Linked DNA regions of Mus musculus: all the other regions are linked to region 2. The links are chromatin contacts, called in public HiChIP or PLAC-seq and promoter capture Hi-C maps. All regions are on one chromosome and are shown on one strand. Each heading gives the region's core, a stretch centred on a gene start, on an enhancer-like site or on the middle of the called end of the contact. The rest is flanking DNA. Distances are from core to core; before and after follow the strand shown. Region 1 holds the start of Eif3l (eukaryotic translation initiation factor 3, subunit L). Region 2 holds the start of Kdelr3 (KDEL (Lys-Asp-Glu-Leu) endoplasmic reticulum protein retention receptor 3). Region 3 holds the start of Sox10 (SRY (sex determining region Y)-box 10). Region 4 holds the start of Galr3 (galanin receptor 3).

Region 1 (3,241 bases), core at 485-2,984, 440 kb after region 2:
TCTGGTCAATCAAATCGGAGACAGTCTTGTGGAAGTACTGGATGAAGTTTTTGATCACTTCCGGTATCACCTGATATGTCTGCTGCTCATACTGCCGCTCATAGGCAAGGTCCTGCTTCGGATCTCCTAGGAGAGAGACACGACAGAGTGCTCCCAGGCTCCTGATGACACGTCGGGGCAGGACCACCCCAAGGGGCCGGGGATAGAGTTCAGTCTCAGTCCCAGACTGCTTGCCCAGCATGGGCAAGGGTCTAAGGTCAGCCGTCATCCTCAATCCCAGCCCACTGTCCTTGTCCCTCAGGACATACCATTAAAGTTACTTCTCAGCTGGGTAGGTGGGTGCACACTGCTAATCCCAACCCTCAGACAGCTGAATCTGTGAGGCTAGCATGCTCTATATAGTGAGTTCCGGGATAGCCAGAGCTACATAACGAGACCCCCATCTTTAAAAAACAGGAAAGGAAACTCACTTTCTAACCAAATGATGCATAGTACGCTATTTTCTTTCACCTTTAAAGACACATTAACATGCTTACTTTGTAAAACTACTCTACTGTAAGGGCCAATAAAATACATGCTGTGAGCATCGCAAGCCACTTGGTACTTACTTAATCTCAAAGTGACTAGAACATTTCGGTAAACTTCAAAAGCCTCCCCAAAGTATTTCACTTAGACTTGGTTTGAATCAAGGAAGATTTTCACACCAAGATTTCCTTCTTTGGGGCTGGAGTGTGTGGTTTAATCTCATCTCCGGCACCCAAACAACAAAGCCACAAAGCTTTTTGACCTTGGCCAGACAGCTCAGGGAGGAGGGCTGTGGGTGTGGTTCAGAGACCGTCCACAAGCATGGGGCTCTGGGTTCCACCCCAGTATAACAAATAAAATCTGCCCCAAGTAAGAAAAACCTAGCCGGGTCAGTGATGGTCCTCTTCTGACGTGGGCAGGTAGACCACAAAAAAGGCCTGGTTTAATTAGACTCTTCACAACCCTACCAATCAGACCTAATGGCCGACTCCACCACTCCATTAGGACGCAGTTTTTAACAGGTCCCTGTTGGGAGTCAACGCTGAGATGGTCAAAGAAAAAAGTGCCAATCCTTGGAAGGCAAGAGACAGCCGGGCAAACTGAGAGCCTCACCTGTGTGCATATCATAGTCGCCCGGGTAGGCGTAGGGATCATAAGCAGCCTGCAAGGAAAGAGACAAAGTTAGGGAGACACGCCAAATGGGGACTCCAAAAATGCTCGTCCTCGGGCCTCCATGTCAAGCAGGAGGCAAAACATACTACTCAGATAAGACTGACAGTCGCTACCTCGGAGGGCTTCACATGTGTGAGAGAAAAGGGACCCCGGGCAAGCACAAAACACGCTTACAGGTGCAACAAGACAAGAAAAACACAGTAATAGCCCCGTCTGAAGCAGACGCCATGAGAGCCAAGAACTCAGCATTAAACACCCTTCAGCCCGCCTCCGACTGACTGCGACTACACGCGGGGACATACGGCCGGCAGAGGAGGGACCCGGGGAGGAGACCCGGGGCCGGGAGGGCCGGAATGATCGAGGTCCGCTTGTTCCGGCCCGATCTGGACGCCGCCTCACCTCGGGGACAGATCCCACCGAACCGGGTGCCCACCGCGGACCCCGCCACGCGCTCACCGCTTCATTACCTCAGACTCGTAGTCATCAGCGGGGTAAGACATGGCTACGGCGCTCCAGAAGCCCGTGGGAGAGAGCGGAAGAAGAACTCCGCGCCTGCTTGGCCGGACCGGAAGTCCCGCCCAGCCCAACCTGCCCGAAAGCCTTTCCGGGGTCGCCGGGGAAGCGAAGTAGCTCTGATTGGAAGGACGGAGTTCCTAAACTATCAGAGTTCCTTCCTCCCTGCAAAACGGGCTTTTCAAAGGACATTATTGTGGAGTATGGTGTGCACGCAGAAGTAGGGGCGGGCAAGCGATAAAGGGGAAGAATGCCTAGACCCTGTTGACTCACATCTGCCATCTCAAGGATGGCGGAGGCAGGAGACTGCAACAAATTCGAGGATAACCAAAGTTAGTTATTTCCAGGCCAATCTGATTATAAAGCGGGGTCTCCAAAACAACAACAACAAAAATAAAGAGAAATCAGAAGAAAACGGTACAGAGACGATGACAAGTGACCTGCTAAGATGTAGCGTTCCTGACCTTAGATTTAGGTGTAAACGGTTTTGCCTGCAGCGAGAAATTTCTCCCCCACACCACCACCACCAAAAAAAAAAAAAAAAAAAAAAAAAAAATCAACCTGAGAACACTCAGGATGACCAAACTGGTGAAGGCCCTTGACACCAAGCCTAACGACCTGAGTTCGATGTGGGAGACCCACATGGTGGAAGGCGAGAACCAATCCCTGAACAGCTGATTTGCCTTACCTTTTGGGCACCTGCATCCTTGTCTCCGGGTCACAACAATCTCTGCTTATTACAGCCAGGTACACAACTCTGGGCTTCGGCACTCATGCTTACCTCTGACCAGACTTTAGTACAAATGACCCCGGTATCACTGCCTGGCTCTCTGTTGAAGACAGGAGTTTGCTGGACGAGTGTTGCTAATCAACGCCCTCTACTCAAAGCGTCCTATTTAGAACTGCCATTCTCCCCCCTGGCTCCTTAAGCCCTAGACTCCTTAAAGTCGTTCCTTTTGTTTGCCTGTCTGGTTGCTTTGGTTTATTTAAGCAAGAAAGAATTAGGGTTTAATAAAGACCTTACTTTTAAGATTATTTATTCCTCTGTATGAGTGAATTATGCACACAGGGCATCAATCCTCTGGAGTTACAGCTGATTTTTCAAAAATCAGCCAGCTGTACCCCTGGCTGTCCTGGAACTCAGTCTGTAGACCAGACTGCCCTTGAACTCAAGAGATCCACCTGCCTCTGCCCCCTGCTTACTGGGATTAAAGGCTTGCATAGCTACCTCCCTGCTCATTTGGTTTTAGACAGGATCTTTCTATTATGTAATTCTGGGTGTCCTAGGGTCTATTATGTAGACCAGGATGACCTCAAACTCAGAGATCCACCTGCCTCTGCCTCCTGAGTGTTGGGATCAGAGGTGTGTACTACCACACCCATACCCCTCACCCCACACCCACACCCCAAGATGTTTTGCCATAGGTTAAGCACTAGCATTAGGGGATAGATGTACTCAGAACAATGTAAGATGCACCTGAGAACAGAGCAATGAGTGTCTCAAACTAGTCATAGAAAGTACATGGGTGGG
Region 2 (3,359 bases), core at 441-2,940:
ACTATATCCTCCAGTCCTCTTAACCTTGTAGGCTCAGGGTTCTACCCATAGTGGCTCCACACATAAACACATAAACACTATCCCTACCAGAAGCCCAGGAGAAGAGAGACACCGTGAGTGAGTCCCTCTGACTGATAGGGAAACAGAAGCCCCAGGCTACACAACTCAGCAGGACAGTGGGACAGTGGCCAGTGTGTCTCTGGCATTTGGGGCTGGCACCAGCTGCCATTTTTCTTTCGCCTACAGCAACGCATACTGATTTGCTCCTCCTGTCGCTTTCTGCTGGTCTCTCAGTAGGTCAGCTCCCTAAGGCAGGGCATTGGGGTATCAGGGCACAGTGTCCCTCACAGGATGAGGGAGGAGGTAACAAGCACTCCCCCAATCCTACCCCGGACCTCTAAAGCAAAGTCACAGGCCCAGCAAGCAGAAGGGCCGTGAGAGACGATCTCTCAGGCAACTGACTACTACAAACCCCCGGTAACGTCTAATTCAGTCCAGAGCCACTGGATCCAAAATGTGTCTGATCCATACTCAACCAAGTCCCTCTCCTGATCAGCCTCCCAGGTGACATCTCAAAATGCTCTCAACCTCCATTTCCGGAGTCTCAAGAGACCTGCTGAGCCTCTGCCTCTGCTCCTACTTCTTCGATGGTTTCCTTCATCCTGGATCCCGAATGTGACCGGAAAAAGCCTTTCACCATTAGTCCATCCTACCTTCTGGATTCCTCTTCCTCCTGTGTCCTTCCCAGGACATGCCCTATGCCCTGTGGCTTCTACGTATTTGCACGGGTGTTCTCAACACCGTACCCTGTACCTTGAGCACATACCCTGCCCATCCTCTCTGTCCACGTAGCCCTCAGCTGCTCTCTGCCTCCCCAGCTCTGGTAGAGTCTGAGCTCACACTCAATTGCATGCCTGGGACAGGCAGGGAACGCTAGGAACGGAGATGGCTGAAAGACAATGGGCAGCTTCTTATTAACCCGGGGACTGAAATCATCAACCCAGCCTCCAGATATTTCCCATCCCAGCAAGGCCGCTAGACCTGTAGACAAATCGCGAGCCCCTCCAACGCCTTCCACTCAGAGCCAGCTCCACATCCCTGGGCCAGGCTGATATCACCAGCTGGCAGGAAAAGGCTCTCTCTGGGGAAATAAAAGGCAGGAGAGAATGAAGACTCGACGACTAAGGCGACTTCAAATATGGTCTCCTCCCAGGGGAAGGTCCCCCTCCACTCCTCGCCCAGCAGCCGTGATACTGCCAGCTGCCCAGTTAAGGATAGGGCGAGAAGCGTGAGGTAGGGCTCTTCATGGAGACAGAAGCCACGCTCCCTCATAATCTCCCGGATCCTCTGATGTCGAAAAACTTCGCTGAAGTTTTTGGAAGCGCGCGCGCCCGGCTTCCCTCTGAGCCTAAGTCCTCACCATGGTCCGGTCCCGCCCCGCCCCGGGCGCCGCTCACCGGCGCAGCTCTTGGACCTCCAGATCTTCACCAGGAGCAAGATCATAGCCAGGAGGTGGCTCAGGTCCCCGAGGATTCGGAACACGTTCATGGTCCCGCCCGCCGCTCCCGCGCCGTGTCGCGCAGAACTTCCCAGGGAACTTTCTGTTGCGCGGGGCGCTGCCACGTCCCCGTCCCTGCTCCTCGCGGTGCCCCAGGCCGGTGCCGCGCCTCCTTGCTGGCGCGCTCCCGCCGCGCGCACCCTTGGCCGCGCGGTGACGTGGCGGGGCGGCCAGGCGCGGGACAGGAGCCAGGAAGCAGCGCTTCTCACGTCCCCACGCCGACAGGCGGGGCAGCTTACACAGCCGCTGCTGGCCCAAGCCGAGCCCCTCCCTCTCTGGTCCTGCGTAGGCACCAAGTGTTCCTCTCATCCCCAGAAACCACAGTCAGGGCCTGGCACTCACTTCAAGTCCTGACTTTCATAGCTCTGTTGGGCCCTGGGTGGTGGAAGCAGGCTTTCAGCCGCGGAAGACCTCCCAGGTTGGAACTCCCGGGAAGTGGTGCTGAAAGGAGCCATCACCTGTTAAACTCTGAGATAACCTGAGCTAGCTCTGAGATAACCTTGTTGATGGTTTCCGGTGGGGAGAGAGGCTGACTCTGAGTCCCCTTTCTGGGCTTCAGTATTGACTACAAGGGAGATGCTAATGGTGTAAAAGAGGCTGAGTGTGTTGGGGATGCCCACCGCCTTCATTTCTGCCCCCCTCTTCTTCATGTGGGAAGACACTGGAAAGAACTTCACTGACCAGGAAAAACTCCAAGCACGGCATAGAGGCAGGCAGGATAGAGTAGGAAGAATCTTAGGTGGGCTGGAGGCCTCCATTGCTATGTGAAGCATCCTCTCTGGGCACAGGTCTATTAATCTATAGCTATGGAACCGATAAACCAAGGGCCTTTCTGCCTTCTCCTTGATCCCAGCCCCCCTCCCTCCTGTAGCTGGTTTCTTCCTAAAGAAATGGCTTCGTCTGGCTCCCTCTGTGTGCAGGAGAGGCTTCGGCAGGATGAAGATCTGTTGCTTACGGTGTTCGCCAACTCTTTCCTGGCCTCCATTGCTTTACCATTACTCCCCGCACAAAGCAGTTCTGGGAGGCTTTGCATGTGACCAGTAGCACTGCCTGGGGGGTGCAGCATGGGGGACCCTGGGCAGCTTGCTGTGAATCTACACACACACACACACACACACACACACACACACACACACCTTTCCTGGGGAGATGAAACACACTTGTCTGCTCACCCCAGATAGGGAGCCCACGACAGCCTAAAGTACAGATAGTACCAATATCCAGCTTCATGAATTAATGAGTTTTGCTGGAGTTACTTAGAGGAATATGGGTGAAGGGTTGCTTACAGGAGCAGGAATGACTCAGAGACAGCTGCATCACCAAAGCCCACCCAGCATGGGTGACAGCTCACCAAGCTGGGAACCTGGAGCTCTTCCCACTGCCTGCAGGCAGCTCAGCAGGTTGGAGAATATCCTTCCCAGGTGCCTCAGTTGGTCTAAATCTCTCGAAGGCTGCTCTTCTTGTTCTGAGTCTTCTTACTCCCTGCTTACTCTGGCAGGGAGGAGCCTAGGGAATCTGCTCAGTTTCAGGGAGTTCCTGAGACTATTCTTGTTGTTGTTTACCTCCCTGCTTAAGGAGCTACCCAGCAGGATAGAATGTTTTAATCTCAGAGGAAGCTTATATAAAACACACAGAGACAAATGCACACTCACACAGACATACGTACACATGGACACACAGACACACACAGACAGACACAGACAGATGCACACACAGACACACTCAGATACTCATACACACATACAGATGCACACACACAAAACACGGGCACGGTATAGGCTTGAGGGACACCATCTCAACA
Region 3 (3,709 bases), core at 532-3,031, 350 kb after region 2:
TCTCAGGCTCAGCCACAGACACACAGAGAGCAGGGAGGACCTTCCCTCCAAGAGGAGGGACCAAAGAGTGGAGGGATGAACAGGGACCCACCGGGAGAGAGATGCCAGGCAGGCGGGCAGCGGGCAGACAGCAGTTGGAGACCGCTGCAGGGAAGCCGGGGAGGCCGGATGCTTGCTGCTCCGTCCCTCTGTCCATCCAAGGCGGCTTCTCTCCGGGCGGTTCTGAGGCCGGGCGGGCGCTGTTAAAAAGCTTTTTATGTGTGTGTGTGTGTTAATCACATGATTGCCGTTCACCTGTATTTCGAACAAAGACAGCTCACTGTTTCAAGGCCCCGAACAAGAGTCTGGGCACAGGGAAGAGAAGGGAGGCGGGGGGGAGGAGGGTTGGCAGCGCCGGGGGTGGCGTCGAGGAAAACTGGGGGGAGATTGTCCAAGGCCAGCGAGCGAGAGAAAGAGAAAACCCTTATCAAACTCCTAATTCACTGGGCTCTGCAGCCCCAGACACACTGGCCCAATTGTCTGGCTGGTTGTGTGTGCGCAAGCATGTGTGAGTGTGTGTTACCAATGTCTGCCACCCCCTCGACATGCCTTTGCCCTATGTGACTATCTCTTTGTGTCCCCACTATCCACCCTGGGGCCCTCCCAATCATTGAGGCCTTGATTCTCCAGACCCCAGTTCCAGCTCGACTCCAGAAGGTACCTGTTTGGTGTGGGCCTAGGGCCTTACCTAGCTAAGTGGGACAGAGAAGCCACACACTGTCAGTGGGGTGGCCCATGCTCCTCTGTTTGTCCCTCCGTGGGCACCCCAGTTCCGCCTAGCCACTCAACCAGGAAAGGGTGCCTTCACTGAGAAGAGAAAAGGACACTAACTAGGCTGTAGAGGTGAGACCAAGGATAGGAGCCCTGGGGCAACGGGAGGAAGAACAAAGAATCGGCTTGAGGGGCAGAAAGGGGGCGGGGGCTGTGAGAGCCAGGGCAGTTCCTGTCTTTTCTCAGTGTGGGAGAGTAAGGGACTTCACATCCAGACATCCAGGACTGGGTCTCCTTTCCAGGGAGAGGAAGAGCCCTTCATGGAAGTGAGAGACACCCCCTCCCCAAAGTCCCCCTCACCCTTCTTGAAGAGTAGGGCACTCTCACCCTGCCTCAGCCTCCTGTGTCTCTCTCTATCCTGGGCCAGTCCAGCCTTCTGGATGCTAGGATCTTAGAGAGAAGGGATCACGGATTGAATCTGGGGGTTGTATGTGTACAGGGCAAAGGTTATCCAGCTGCGGTCCTGGGGGGCTTGGCTTGGGTCAGCTGTGTTGGAGAGGACAGGAGAAGGCGAGGGTCTGATACCTACTGCAGGCTGCGGTGCCTAGCACACAGTGGGACTCAGTGGGATTTCTCAAATGAAGCAACACAGGCCACGACCCTTTCAAGTTATCCACTCTCCTCACACCTCTCTCCAGTCCTTTGTCAACTGTCCATGCCACCACCTGTGGCAATGGTTTAGGGTCCCAGGCAACAGGTTCTGACTGTGCCACCTGTATCTCTCCCTTCCCAGACCTAAAATATCCCCATGCTCACACCAGATGCCAAACCCAAGCTGAGTCCAGGGAGACGGGCCTAGGCAGCAGTGCGGGTCACAGGGCTGGGGTTGGGGGGGGGGGGGCTGGGCAGAGTGGAGGCGTCCTGGGTGTTGGGGATGAAGGCAGCGCTGGAGGCTCCACCTTCTGCCCTTCCCTCCCTCCTTTCCCCCTCCCCTCCCCCTCCTTCCTTCCCCAGCCGTCTGCAGCGGCTCAGTCAGTCTCGGCTGTCCAGCCAGGGTGTTTGGTGGTGAGGATTCAGGCTCCGTCCAGACAAGGCAGTGGCCTGAGGCTCAGGGCCCCCCAGCCCCTCCCTCCCAGTCCATCAGCGTCACTCCCCAGCCCCGAGCTGGACCGCACACCTTGGGACACGGTTTTCCACTTCCTCAGGACGAGCCCCAGACTGGAGGAGAGGTCGGAGGAGGTGAGTGCGCACTGCGCCCCTGGGCCCGGAGTGCCAACCGGGGGTCTGGGTCACCCCTGCTTTGCGATGGGAGAGTCTGACACCCTGCAGGCAGGCCTGCGTCCCCCCATTCTGCTCCCCTAGGCTGTCAGAGCAGACGAGGGGAAAGAGAGGTGAGCGAAAAGGTGGGAAATTCCAGGGGCCCGGATTAGAGCCGAATAAAGGGTCCGTTTTTCTTCCTTTCCATCAACAAACCTCCACCCAAAAGGAGGTTTAGGGGAAAAAAACGAAAAAAAAAAAAAAAAAAAAACACCCACACCTAGAGACGGTTGGGATCAGGGGGTGGGAAGACGTGGAGGCGGGACGCACCCACCTAGGGTCTGGCATGTGCACGCGCCCAGGCCCGAGTGGGTTTAGCGCAGGCAGGGAGAGTCGCCACTTCGGGGCTGCACCCGCGTGCCGGGAGTGGCGCCCAGCGCCTCTCCATCGCGCCCTCCTTCCCGTCCAGGTGGGCGTTGGGCTCTTCACGAGGACCCCGGCGGCGGGCCCGGGGGAGGCGGCCGAAGCGGCGGCGGCCGGGAGCGACATGGCCGAGGAACAAGACCTATCAGAGGTGGAGCTGAGCCCTGTGGGCTCGGAGGAACCCCGCTGCCTGTCCCCAGGCAGCGCGCCGTCGCTGGGACCCGACGGCGGCGGCGGTGGCTCGGGCTTGCGAGCCAGCCCGGGGCCCGGTGAACTGGGCAAGGTCAAGAAGGAACAGCAGGACGGCGAGGCGGACGATGACAAGTTCCCCGTGTGCATCCGCGAGGCGGTCAGCCAGGTGCTCAGCGGCTACGACTGGACGCTGGTGCCCATGCCCGTGCGCGTCAACGGTGCCAGCAAGAGCAAGCCGCACGTCAAGAGGCCCATGAACGCCTTCATGGTGTGGGCACAGGCGGCACGCAGAAAGCTAGCCGACCAGTACCCTCACCTCCACAATGCTGAGCTCAGCAAGACACTAGGCAAGCTCTGGAGGTGAGCGCTGCCCCGGCCCAACACCCCCCTCGTGCGCGCGCACTAGGGCTAGCCTGGGACCCCAGAACAGGATCGCCCAGGCCTCTCTCTCAGGGGAGACCAACCTATGGAAGTTTGGTCTCTTGGAAGACCAGATTTGGAGATCTCGCCCACCCATCTACCCAAAGTGCCTCTGTGGGGGGCTCCTCTGGCTGCCCACTCTGGAACTCAGAACCCCAGCGGCCTAGGCTGGGCCTCCCCACCCTGGGACGGCGGGCGGGAAGGCGCCCCCTCGTGGTTGGAATTCTGTGGGTGGTGGGCAGGGAAGGCAACATGGGGGTGTGGGGGAAAGCTTCACACCAGACCTCCACTAGATCGCACATTCACAGTGTGCCGCTGCCACCCGTTTGTGGGGTCGGGAGTGTGGGGGAAACTTTGGGAGAGAGCTGGTCTAGCTGTAGATGCCGGGGGTACGGAAGCAACCAGATGGAGAGCCTGGGTCAGGGTGAGGAGGGCTCTGCAAGGAAAACAAGGAACCCAGAGAAAGCAGAGTGAAGAACTTCCATCTCCGCTCCCACAGTGTCTCTCCTGTTCCAGCTGCCCTGGGGAACCTTCCTGACTCCAGTGTCTAGACTGAGAGCTTCTTTATCCCCAGGAGAGGGCACACAAAAAGAGGCCTTCCCCTCCAGCTGTGGCCCTGAGCTACCAAGCTCTTCACTCCTTTCTCCAGCGCCATCTTCCCTCCCTG
Region 4 (3,397 bases), core at 100-2,599, 470 kb after region 2:
ATAGACGAGCGGGTTGAGGCAGGAGTTGGCGTAGGCGAGGCAGTGCGAAGCCAGACGACAGGCGTAGGTGGCCGGGCTGAAGGCGAAGCGGCCGTACCAGAAGCAGAGGATGAGCGCGTGGTGCGGGCCCCAGCAGAGTGCGTAGAGCGCGGCCACCGTCAGCATGGCGCGCCCCGCGCGGCCGGTTGCCCGTCTGCGTGCCTCTGCCGCCGCCGCACCCGCGGGACCCACGGCGGCCCACAGGAAGCACAGCGTGCGTCCGTAGGCCAGGCTCACCACGGTCACCGGCAGCAGGTAGCCTGCGGCGAAGGTGGCCACGTCCAGCGCGCGCCGCCGCGCGTCCTCCCAGGCGGGCACGCAGAGCTCGAGCGCGCCGTAGCGCACCGTGCCGTAGTAGCTTAGGTAGGGCGCGGAAAAGAGCGCCGCCAGCAGCCACACGAGCCCCACGGCGGCGCGCGCGTTGCGCGGGGTGCGGAGGGCCCGGGAGCGCAGCGGGTGTCGCACCGCCAGGTACCTGCGGGTGAGGGCGGGGAGGTCAGGGGCGGGGCCTCCTGAGAGCCCGCCCCCGTGCCTGCCTTAATTTCCCCATCCAATCCCTTTGCCTGCCATTTAGCAAGGGCTCAAAGAGAAGAGACTCATCGTCTAGGGAATTTCAAGCCATGGATAAATGTGAGGCAATGTGAGTCAGGTATAGGTACCTTAGCATCTGACGAGTGTATTGGGAGTTTCTTTTGTTACTACACAATTCCAATTTATACCTGGCCCCCTGCGCTGACACTTTGGGGCTTAGAAATGCCCTCTGGAAGTCCACACTGGAGGCCGGAAGGGCAGGTGCCACTAAGGCCTTCCTTTCCTCCCACCAAAGTCTGGTCCCTAGTTATATTCCGCTAGCTAATAAGAATCTGTCCAGGTCCCTCTCTGGCCTGACCCAGGTACAGCTCACCTATCCACTGAGACGGCCGCCAGGGTGAAGCTGCTGGCATACATGGTGAGGTAGATGAGCAGATGTACCGTCTTGCACACGAAAGCCCCAAAGAGCCAGGCATCCAGTGTGTAGATGGCCGCCTGGAAGGGCACGCAGCACAGGATGAAGCAAAGGTCGGCCACCGCCAAGTTGAGGATGAAGAGATCCGTGGTACTGCCCGGTTCCTGCCAGGCACTTGGGCCAGGCTGCAGAAGCACGGCCAACACCAGCCCATTACCCACCATGCCCAACAGGAAGATGAGGGCAAAGACCACCGGCACTGCCACAGCCCCTACGCTCCCTGGGCTGTCCAGCGAAATGTTCTGGATGTCAGCCATTTTCCTAGCAAACGAGGAAGAGAAAACGGGTCTTCAGACAGGAGGCCAGGTCTCAAGGCACTTGACCCAGGAATCTGGTTCTTTCAGCCTGGATCTGACCAGGTATCTGGGCTAGAAGTTCATGAAGGACAGAAGAGGGTAGAACAAAGCCAAAGTCAGCATGTGAGACAGTCACATTGGTTGTGTGTGTCACACACACACACACACACACACACACACACACACACACACGCTGATCCTTGGTTTCCTAGGGAACACCTCTTTAACCCAGAACCTGGAAGGCTGTTTGGGTTATTCTAGATTTATAAGGCACATGAAGACACAGGCAGAATAAGAAGATGCCGAGGCCGCTGAGAGGCAACACAAACTGGCTATATTTTCTTTTTCAACCACATTGGACGCTCAGGGGAGACCTTTGAATTTAGGGGCATTTTTGTGGCAACAGGCGGCACCGGTAACACCCCTGAGTCAATGAAGAGTCCTTCCTCATGAGAGCACTACAGCAGCAGAGCTAGGAAGACCACAGAAGTCACCGCCTCCGCTCTGCACGTAGGGAAACTGAGGCCTAGAGAGGTGACACAAGTGGCTAATATCACAACCTGAGTGACAGCTCTGGGGCTGCTGGGATCCTGACTCCTAGGCTGGAATGCGCATCGGAAAAACTGCAACAGGTGCTACCCGACTGTTCACATGTGTCCCCATGCACGTGCCTGTGCGCACATTGCCTGGTGTCAACCCTACCCTGAGCCGCAGTTTACAACCTGTGGGTCCCCTTGTGCTCAGGGACCCAGTGCAGCAGTGAGATGACTTAGGAGCAGGGGTTCAGGAGGCAGGGAGGACAGAAGAAGGGGGACATCTGCCCCTACACAGCACCTACAAGCAGTAAGCCCCCAAGCCCAGGATAGGCGGCACCCACCTCAGCCCTAGGCACTGGGCCCCTGCATGCTTCCTGGTAGAACGGCCAGGCTGGAGCTTCTTGTTTCAGCCCTTGATTGCCTCCATGCAGGTACGCCTCTGCTTCCTATTTCTCTCTCTTCATTTTCAAGGCCCCTCCTCTCCTCTCCCCTGCCCTCAGCTGTCCGCTGAGTTGGATGTTGGGCACTCGCTACTGCTCCGGAGTGGACTGGCCACCTCCTCCTCAGACCCCCGATTTCCCCGGGGTGGCATGCTCTTCAGCGCCGCTCTTCTCTGCCTGTCTGCGTTGTTGCCACCTCATTCTCGCTTTCACGGGCAGTAACCCACTGATCTCCGCTCTAGGAGATTGGCTTCCGTGGTTAACCCTTTCCTGCCCAGGGCTCAGCCCATTCCTGGCACCTCCCACCTCCTGTGGCCTGTGACTCCTCCCCCCTAGTGCCTTAGCTTCCTTGGCTCCAAGTAGAACTCTGATCTAAGCTCAGAAAGGATTTCTATTTTTAAATGGAGTTTCCAAGGCTGGGAAACCAGGACCAAAAGCTCTTTGTTGTGGACTTCAGGTAGGAATCACAAGACCCATTTCATTCCCTAAGCTAGTTTAAGGGGCTTCATCGACTGGAAGCCAGGTCTTGATTTAGCCTGAAAGCCACAGGGAAGCTAGGAAGGTTCCAGAGGGAGAACATGACCTGTGCCTTTCCATCTTGTAAGAAGTTTGTTATGGCTGAGATGAGAAAGGAGAGAGGATTTGCACTTAATTCACCTGAGGGCCTCTTGCCCAGGCACAAACCAGATGTTGCTGAATGGTAGGCATGAGCCCTGGGAGGAGTGGCCTATGGGCTTCCAGGGGTAGAGCAGCTGCCACTTGGGGAGGGAGGGGCACTAGACTTGCCAACCAAGAGACTGGATATTGGACAACCGTATGTATCAAGGGCAGAGAGCTGGGGAGGAGAAGAATCCTTCCAGAACCGGAAGGTGGAGGGCACATCAGAGACGAGTGCCCCATGGAGCTAGGACTGGAAGATCTGGGCAACACTCAAGACCAGTTCCTGTGGGAAGCCCCCCTATGCAGTTACCAGTGCTTGCGGGGCCTCTCTAGTGTCACCAACCCCACTCACAAGAGGCTCACTGGATGGAGCTATTAGGAATCAGACCTAGAAGCCGCAAAGCTGACTTTCACAACCTC

Evidence for each region. Promoter capture Hi-C pulls out the DNA fragments that hold promoters and counts their contacts. HiChIP or PLAC-seq counts read pairs in DNA pulled down with a chosen protein or histone mark.
Region 1: a promoter capture Hi-C map of liver shows a contact between it and region 2, with 4 times the contacts expected there. The contact joins the promoter of Eif3l here to the promoter of Kdelr3 in region 2. A contact is called at or near these places in 8 of 39 promoter capture datasets (the 3T3-L1 cell line, the HPC-7 cell line, cranial neural crest and 3 more), 2 of 115 datasets of contacts at active chromatin or transcription factors (embryonic stem cells and pancreatic cancer cells) and 2 of 9 other capture datasets (embryonic stem cells and liver).
Region 3: a promoter capture Hi-C map of liver shows a contact between it and region 2, with 6 times the contacts expected there. The contact joins the promoter of Sox10 here to the promoter of Kdelr3 in region 2. A contact is called at or near these places in 19 of 39 promoter capture datasets (the 3T3-L1 cell line, 3T3-L1-derived adipocytes, the C10 cell line and 12 more), 2 of 484 Hi-C or Micro-C datasets (the HL-1 cell line and bone marrow-derived macrophages), 3 of 115 datasets of contacts at active chromatin or transcription factors (microglia, pancreatic cancer cells and stem cell-derived neural progenitor cells) and 3 of 9 other capture datasets (embryonic stem cells, liver and macrophages).
Region 4: a contact with region 2 is called in an H3K4me3 HiChIP or PLAC-seq map of bone marrow-derived macrophages, with 5 times the contacts expected there. The contact joins the promoter of Galr3 here to the promoter of Kdelr3 in region 2. A contact is called at or near these places in 1 of 39 promoter capture datasets (liver), 1 of 484 Hi-C or Micro-C datasets (embryonic stem cells) and 2 of 115 datasets of contacts at active chromatin or transcription factors (bone marrow-derived macrophages and pancreatic cancer cells).

What each region holds. Positions count from the first base shown.
Region 1 is chr15:79,073,716-79,076,956 of GRCm38.p6, reverse strand. Eif3l (eukaryotic translation initiation factor 3, subunit L) reads right to left here and starts at 1,734. Exons shown (of 13, transcript NM_145139.2): 1 at 1,665-1,734; 2 at 1,138-1,186; 3 at 1-126. The coding sequence starts at 1,697.
Region 2 is chr15:79,514,739-79,518,097 of GRCm38.p6, reverse strand. It overlaps Kdelr3 (KDEL (Lys-Asp-Glu-Leu) endoplasmic reticulum protein retention receptor 3), which reads right to left and starts at 1,690. Exons shown (of 5, transcript NM_134090.2): 1 at 1,458-1,690. The coding sequence starts at 1,548.
Region 3 is chr15:79,162,562-79,166,270 of GRCm38.p6, reverse strand. Sox10 (SRY (sex determining region Y)-box 10) reads left to right here and starts at 1,781. Exons shown (of 4, transcript NM_011437.1): 1 at 1,781-1,989; 2 at 2,477-2,982. The coding sequence starts at 2,555. Gm10863 (predicted gene 10863) reads right to left here and starts at 205. Exons shown (of 5, transcript NR_029470.1): 1 at 92-205. RefSeq lists enhancers at 1-576, 50-740, 1,266-1,924.
Region 4 is chr15:79,039,837-79,043,233 of GRCm38.p6, reverse strand. It overlaps Galr3 (galanin receptor 3), which reads right to left and starts at 1,349. Exons shown (of 2, transcript NM_015738.2): 1 at 944-1,349; 2 at 1-514. The coding sequence starts at 1,302. It also overlaps a transcript of Gcat not described here.